Regions from separate parts of the Pan troglodytes genome. Here region 2 is linked to region 1. Evidence: chromatin contacts called from public Hi-C data. All regions are on one chromosome and are shown on one strand. Each heading gives the region's core, a stretch centred on a gene start, on an enhancer-like site or on the middle of the called end of the contact. The rest is flanking DNA. Distances are from core to core; before and after follow the strand shown. Region 1 overlaps CRIM1 (cysteine rich transmembrane BMP regulator 1). Region 2 holds the start of CRIM1 (cysteine rich transmembrane BMP regulator 1).

What was found. Hi-C and Micro-C count contacts between places; a contact is called where the count stands out from the background.
Region 2: a Hi-C map of induced pluripotent stem cells shows a contact between it and region 1, with 2.6 times the contacts expected there. The contact joins the promoter of CRIM1 here to the enhancer-like site in region 1. A contact is called at or near these places in 3 of 7 Hi-C or Micro-C datasets (induced pluripotent stem cells and stem cell-derived neural progenitor cells) and 1 of 1 datasets of contacts at active chromatin or transcription factors (stem cell-derived excitatory neurons).

Annotation. Positions count from the first base shown.
Region 1 is chr12:86,287,195-86,291,129 of NHGRI_mPanTro3-v2.0_pri, forward strand. All of the region lies in intron 8 of CRIM1 (cysteine rich transmembrane BMP regulator 1), which reads right to left. Among named protein-coding and RNA genes, the nearest start is that of FEZ2, 92 kb to the left of the region's middle. Within about 2 kb of position 1,702, at least 1 of the 24 cell types and tissues checked has an H3K27ac peak or open chromatin away from gene starts, as enhancers often do. A contact at or near this core is called in induced pluripotent stem cells, where this site is marked.
Region 2 is chr12:86,438,715-86,442,649 of NHGRI_mPanTro3-v2.0_pri, forward strand. It overlaps CRIM1 (cysteine rich transmembrane BMP regulator 1), which reads right to left and starts at 1,750. Exons shown (of 17, transcript XM_016948339.3): 1 at 896-1,750. The coding sequence starts at 1,226.

The sequences.
Region 1 (3,935 bases), core at 452-2,951:
GTGTGAGTCACTGCGCCCATCCCATAACACATGTTTTTAAATATCCACATGATAATTACTTTTATGGGTGTTAGATGCTATCATATAATACTGCATATTGTATGCAGCATAAGGGATTTCTTACTATTACTTTCAAAAAAGTACATCTTTTACAACATGATAGTAATTAAAATATTCAGTGTTACATTTAGATATGTTTTTTCTCTATGTGCTGACAAATACCCCTGTATTTGGATATACTTACATAACAGGCTTTTTAGTTAACAGGCTAAAAAATGTGTGTGTTGAAAAAATACTCATATTAATGTTTAAGTAACCACTATTTGAAGTGTTCAAAGTATCCCCTGTTAGCAGAATCTGGAGAGATGTTTAACTGTCCTCTGCTAGTCAGTTACAATACTATTTTAGAAGAACAAAAAGGAAAGTAGCAATGGTGACTAGCAACATTACTGAAGTTATTAGCCTAATAGAAGTCTTCTAAAATGATTTTAAAAGGTTATATAGGGCTTACGAGAGAAAAGGGAAATAGAAATGTTTAAGGTTAAAAAGAAAAAAGCATGCTTAATTATACAAAGCAAGCAAGTTGAGACCTGTGTGAATTAAATGTAGAATATGAAAGACAATCAAATTTAAAGAAGGGAAGTTAATATGGTAATGGCCAAAGTACAGCAATGTTTGAATATTGTTCTACATGGACTGGTGAAATGGGAAATAGAGTCTAATTATTGGAATGATGAACAAATTTTTATTTTATCTGGCCATCCTTTAAGCATGAATATTGTAATAACACATAAGTCACTGGGAAAAACAGAACGCATCTGTCCCCTCAAAACACACTTATATTATAATCTAAAATTAAACCTTAACTACAATGAATAGGTGAAATGGGTCCGTGTTTTACATAAATATTTCAAGATAGCATCTTTTGTGAATCTTAGTTGGCAATATTTGCATATTTAATTTGCTATCTTTTAAAAAGGAAAATGTGATTTATGGTGTAATTTTCTACTCTGTCATTATCATAAACCTTTTATTACACATATAAATATAACCTCATGGGCCTGTATTACACTGTAAAGCAACTGATTACTAATTTGCATCCTTAGAAGAGAAATTCTAAATGGTTCATTTAGAAATTTGTAATTATATGACTTGAAAGGTCATAATTTTTCATTCCCCATTATTAAGGGAATGGTGAAAAAAGAAGACTTTATTAGTCATGTTTCTCTAACACAGATCTAAATTGTGAATCCATTTTTCTGTCACAAGAATGCTTAGGTCATGACTACAAATGAATTATGTTGGGAAATAGATGAATTAAAAACACCCTGAAAACCTCCCAGAGTCAGTCAACATCCCTTGGGATTAAATTCCCTGAAATTTTGGAGCCTGAGCACCTTGGTGCCTTTATTTTCCTGGTCCTGCAATAAGGAAGGAGTTTTTCCATAGACCTTGATCTTGAATGTGCTTCACCTTTAAAGAAAACGGTTCTGTCTCCATTCAAGTTTAAACAATGTGATAAAAACTAGTCTGTAATATACCTCTGCTTTGCAATGGAATGGAATTTCAAACAAAGGCTGGTACATTTAAATAAAAATACAGGACATTCATTAGAAGGAGACTGGCTATGCCTCCTAGGAGTGGGATGCTCTAGTGCTGCCTGAATTGGGACCATTCTCCTGCATGTTATGCTCTGGCCCATCTACATTCAGCTTCCCAATAGAGGGAGCTCTAGGCCCAGGCCCTAGTATCTTTAGACACACTGTATAGGGACTACCATGGTATTTGGTACAGAGTGGGTATTCAACAACATTTGCTAACTAAATGCATCAATCAATGTTCTTGTTACCTACTCCTCCACTGTCATCAAGACTGCTATATTATCAGAGAAATGACAGCATGAAAATAACTTACTCTGATAACATTGAAATTTTCCTGAAATACTAGCACTTGACAAAACATCTCAAAATACCATCTTCTAGTTCAGAAAAAGACAACATTAAAAACTGGAAAGTAGTCCTAAATCCACATATGTCAATTATGAAGTTTTCTTAAGAGAAATGCATCATCATGGCAAACATTTAAATAAAGAGCAGACTGACTGCGGCTGCCTGGAACCTGTAATCCCAGCACTTTGGGAAGCTGAGGTGGGAGAATTGCTTGAGGCCAGGAGTTTGAGACCAGCCTGTGCAACATAGTGAGACCTTGCCTCTGCCAGAAAATAAAACATTAGCTGGGTGTGGTGGTGAGTGAATGTAATCCCAGCTACTTGGGAGGCTGAGGCAAGAGGATTACTTGATCCCAGGAGGTCGAGGCTGCAGTGAGAGCTATGACTGCACCACTGCACACCAGCCTGGGTGACAGGGTGAGAACCTGTGTCTAAAAAAAAAATAAATAAATAAAAACATAAATAAAGAGTAGAAAAACAGTATTCATAGAAGGGTAGGGGTTTATATGTTTGTTTGTAAAGCTTTAGTACATCACTTGAGGCAACCACGCAGAAAAAGGTGGCTTTATGTTCCTAATTTTTCAGCATTATGACTTTACCGTGATCTAAAATTGCTTTCTAATCCATGGGGAGAAGTTACGATTGAAGAGAAAGTGATGAACAATGGCAAAGTACAGGGCCTGTACAGCATGGCCGGTCGATAGCAACTATGTAGTAAAACTCTGTTCATTCTGGAAAAAAAGAAATGTTTGCTCCTGTGCTCAAAACGTGACACAGCTGTCGGGGGCGCCATTCATTATATATAAATACAATGTAACCTCCATGGAGAACACACTGTGGATGGTGTCCCCTAGAGGAGTACTGCATACTTCTTTGCTGTAGTACAGCAGGTCCTCAAACAGCAATGGTTTTGTTCAACATCATTGTGTCATAACTTTTAGGAGGGGAATAAAAACCAGTTCTCGGTTGGGGCCACTCTCTGTGTGGAGACTGCATGTTCTCTCATGCTGTGTGGGTTTTCTCTGGGTACTCTCACATCCCAAAGATGTGCACGTTAGGTGAACTGGGGTATCTACATGGTCCTAATCTGAGTGTGTGTGTGTGTGTGTGTGTGTGTGAGAGAGAGAGAGAGAGTGTGTGTGTGTGTGTGCACCCTGCAATGGGATGGTGTCCTGTTCAAGGTCGATTCCTACCTTGCAGCTTGCAGAGCTGCTGGGATGGGCTGTGGCCACCCTCAACCCTGGACTGGAATAAGCAAGTTGGAAAATAAATGAGTGAATAAATACAAATTCTTATAAAATACAAATCTGTTAAAGCAGGTGATAATCACACAAACGTACAACCATAAACACTGCAGGACAACAGCGTTCAGTGAGCCTGCCACACTGGGTATGGTATGTGTTTGAACTGCATGGCAGAAGGAGGTGCTCCTTACAATGTTTGCTTTGCAAACATTTATTCGTCGATTCAACACAGCACCACTACAACCACTATCACTCACTGATTCATTAAAAATGGGGAATCATCATTGTACTTGTTTTTTGTTAACCTTTCTTAAATGTATATATAACTCATGCTTACTTTAATTGTTACTATTAGAAATGTTTTAGGTCTTTATTTAGAAGTTTGGTGATGTTTTCGTGACCAGAAATATATGGTAGGAACTTAACTCTTGTTTATATCAATTAGCCTCTGGTAAAACTGGTTTTGTTACATGTCATTTCACGTAAAGTCATAGTTTCCAAGAATCTATAGAGGATGTTAAGTGAGGACTTAGTGTATTTTAAACTCTTAGATGCTGGCAATTCCTACAAACCTATTATCAGTTCAGGATGGCCATGAAGTTCCCAAGACTACTAAATAAAGAAATGCAACATTACAAATGGTGGTCCCAATTTTGACCCTGATAGGTGTTAGTTTAGAATTACAGTGAAATAAAACAAGGAGCCTGCCTCCCTATATTTGATGCTGCAACCTTCTTGTGATG
Region 2 (3,935 bases), core at 500-2,999, 150 kb after region 1:
CACGCACTAACATTGGCTCCCCAACGAGAAAGACTCCACTAATCTAATCTCTTTCTCCCTCCGTCAATCTCGACACCGCGGAGCACAATGCGTGCTGGTGAAGCCAGCAGAACAATCCCCGCTGTCAAACAAACAAAAAGGAAGAACCGGCAACACGATAGGAAACGCGCGGGTATCTGACATTAAAAAGCAGCCACTAATAGCAACAACTTTTCACTCCCAGGTGCAACCCCCACCTCCTTTTCCTTTCAGGAGAGAAAGCCTTTGACCGTTTACAATGGGCAAATAAATGAGTAACCACCGTGTGTAACTTCCCCTGGGCTGACATATTCCGCGGCTGAAACTGATTTATGTGCGGAGGAGGAGGAAGGGGTGAAGGAAGAGCTCAAGGAAAAAATAATAAGAGTCACTCGGGGAGTGCGAGCTGGAGACACGTCTCCTCCGCCAACAGAAAAAGGACTTTCGCGGCCAGCGTGCAGCTCACGGTGCCACACTGCGCCAGTGCGGGGAGGGCGGTAGGGCCGGGCTCCCCGAGGGGCTCGCGCGCGGCAGAATCCGCAGTGCCCCCCGCCCGCGGCGCCCCCACCTCGGGGTGCAAGGCCGGGCCACCCAGTCCCAGCAGGAACGGCCACACGTGTGCGCGTCTGCGCGGGGACAGGGGCGATCCTCCACTCGCTCGCCCCCACCCACCATACCCAACCTCGCCTAAGCGTCGGGGGGAACAAGGAGAGGGAACGCAGGGCCGCGGGGGCACTCTCCTGGGGGCGGCGGCCGCCCCTCCTCCCGCAGAGCCCTCTTTCCTCCAGAAAGTGTCGGCCAAACTTTGTTCGGCACAACCAGCGCCGAGAGGGCGGCGCAGGCCAGGTGGGAGGGGGCCCGCAGCGGGCGGCCGTACCTTCGCAGACGCCCGCTTCGTACTCGGTGAGGGAGTCGCCATTGAGCGGGGGGCGGATGACACAACGCAGCCCCCGGTCGCAGGTTCCGTAAATCCCGAAGGTGCCGCCGCAGCTCTCGTTCCTCTGGCTGGCGCACGTGTAGCAGCAGCCGCAGACGCCCTGCACGATGCTCCCCGAGCAGTTCCTGGGCTCCTCGCACTTGGACTCGTCACAGGGCAGGCAGACCAGCGCCCGGGTGCCGGAGCGCGCCAGCAGCAGCAGCAGCCCCAGCAGCGAGACCAGGAGGTGCCCGCAGCCGGCCAACCCCCTGTCCCCCGCCACCAAGTACATCCTCCTGCGCCGCCGCCGCCTCCTCCTCGCAGCCGGGCCGGGAGCGGGGCGGGCGCCCTCCCCTGCGCGGGGCACACGCGCCGCCGCCGCCGCACCAGCAGCCCGCGGTCCTCACCGCCCCTCTCGGGGCCCCCGGGGCGCGCCTCCCCTCGCGGGGCGAGGCCCCCGCCCCTTCTGCGGGCCGCGCCGACCCCGAGCCCACGAGCCTTGGCGCCGGCGGCAGCGGCGGCTTCCCCTCCTCCTCCTCCCGGGAGGGAGGGGGAAAAAAGAAAAAAGTTTCCTCCCGGCAGCTCCGGTTCAACCCAAACTTCTGGCGCGGCGGCGGCGGCGGTGGCTGCTGCGCTCGGCTCCAGCCCGGGCCGGCGGCGCCTCCTCCCTCTCCTCCTCCGAGTCGGCCGGCCCCGCAGCGGCGCAGCCTCCGGGCCGGTCCCCGCCTCCCGAGCTGCCGAGTGGGCGCGGTGGCGCAGCACAAGATCCGCGGCGTCCGCTCCGCGCGCCCCGCTCGCCCCGCTCGCCTCACTCCTGCGCCGCTCCTCCGGGCGCTTGTTTATGGCTGGAGCCTCCGCCGCTCGGGCTGCGCCCTCCCCCATCCTACCTCCTCCCCCAGACCTTCCCCCCACCCCCACGCGCCGCGCGCCGCTCATTGGCTGCACCCCCCACCCTCTCCCCGGCCCGGCCGGCCCCCTCCGCCTCCCCCTCCCCCTCTCGGGCGGCCGGGCCCTTCCTCCCTCCCTCACACGCCTCCTCCTCCCGGTCTCCTCCTCCCCGAGCCCGGCGCACCGAGCCGGCCGTGCCACCGAGCTGCGGCTCTGGCCCCGGCACCGCGGGTGCGCTGCGGATGGGCTTGGGGCGCACCCAACGAGCAGCGAGAGTCGCGGTGTCCCGGGCGCCCGCTGGCACCGTGGCCGCAGCGGCCGGCCTGGGAGCCAGGAGGGCGAGGCGGCTGCACCTTCGGGGCCAGATTGGAGTTCGAAGAGTGGCGGGTACCCCAGCAGCTCGGGGCCGGGGCGATGGCTGCAGCCTCGGGAGGGTATCGCCGGATCGAACTCCGGGAAAGGGAAGCAAAGGCATGGAACCTCCGCACACTGGATGAGAATCCATCTTCCACTCGAGCTGGGAATAGACTTTGTAAAAGATATTATGTAATGGAGTCTCGGGAACCCTGAGACCTCTCCAGCGAAGCTGAAGTGAATTAATTAAGTGCTTTAAACGGTCTTGGTAAATATTCCGCGGGAGCTGGGGAGGACTGTTGGGATGGCTGTAGCTTGAGTTGAATTTTAACTGTCCTCATTCTGGGTTTTGTCGCTCTGCTGTCTGTGCCAAGGTGCTGTGTTACGGGAGGGAGTGACTGGAAAGTAACAAAGCTGAATCTTTCTCCCTGGAGTAAGGCCGAAGACTGGATTACTACACGCCTAGACGTGACACTACACCCATAGATCTCATGCATCATTAATGCCATATGACATTGCCGTTTTCTTTCTCAGTTCACGGACAAAAGTGGTGGGTTTTCATTGTCTTCATTGATTATCAATGCATTAATAAAGAAGATGTGTGGTACATAGTCTTTGTGATAAATCAGGTACAGAAGCAACGGAAGTGATGCAAAATGCACGGTGTGGAGATGGTTTCTCTTCAGTGGTTGTCAGAAAAGGTTTTCGTAATGATGGCTCTGTCATTGATGGGATATGAAGTAGTAATCCGCTCCGTAGTGGCCTACCATTCACAAGATGGGTACCAGGTGAATAACATTCATTAATTGACAAAAAGTGACTGTGGTCAATGGGGGAAAAAATCGATCCCGTGGCAGGTGTGAAGTGGGAATGGCTGGCCCAGCCTCTGATCCAAGATGGTCTGGCCGCAGGAAGGTGGCAGCCAAGTGGATTCTGAAAATCGTGACTAATGAACCGAAAGTTAATAGCTGGCAGTGCAAGGAAAGAGGAAACAAAGCTACCTTTGAAATGTTATGTTTGTGGAACAAATTTATAGTTATGATAAATAGTTTAACCACTCTGTCTAATCCTGAACCCAAAAGCCAGAGTTACCAGTGGACTATTCCCCCATGATGGGCATCAGCAAACTAAACATTTCTCCTATCATATTTCTTTGTCCAAGGAGAGGAAGAGGCTCATTAATTATCATTGATTATTATAGGGCCATGAGGGAGATGTTCAACCGTGGAAAAGGGGAGAGAGCATTGCATTTTCTAGAGGGGTTTAAAGAGTTGTTGCAATGAAATGATTCCTGTAGTTGGGTGGGAAGTCCGATTAGATGATCTCCAAAGGCCCTCATACCCTGTGGGTCCATAATAAGTGTTAAGTGGCAAAATCGTTTAAAATATGCTAGGTTTTCTATTAGAAAAACCGAAGAGGCTGGGCGTGGTGGCTCATGCCTATAATCCCAGCACTTTGGGAGGCCAAGGTGGGCAGATCACTTGAGGTAAGGAATTCGAGACCAGCCTGGCCAACATGGTGAAACATGGTGAAACCCTGTCTCTATCAAAAATACAAAAATTAGCCGGGTGTGGTAGCGCATGCCTGTAATCCCAGCTACTCAGGAGGCTGAGGCAGGAGAATCACTTGAACCCAGGAGGTGAAGGTTGCAGTGAGCCGAGATTGCGTCATTGCACTCCAGCCTGGGCGACAGAGCAAGACTCTGTCTCAAAAACAAACAAACAAAAAAACTGAAGAAAAATAAAACACACATTGTTAA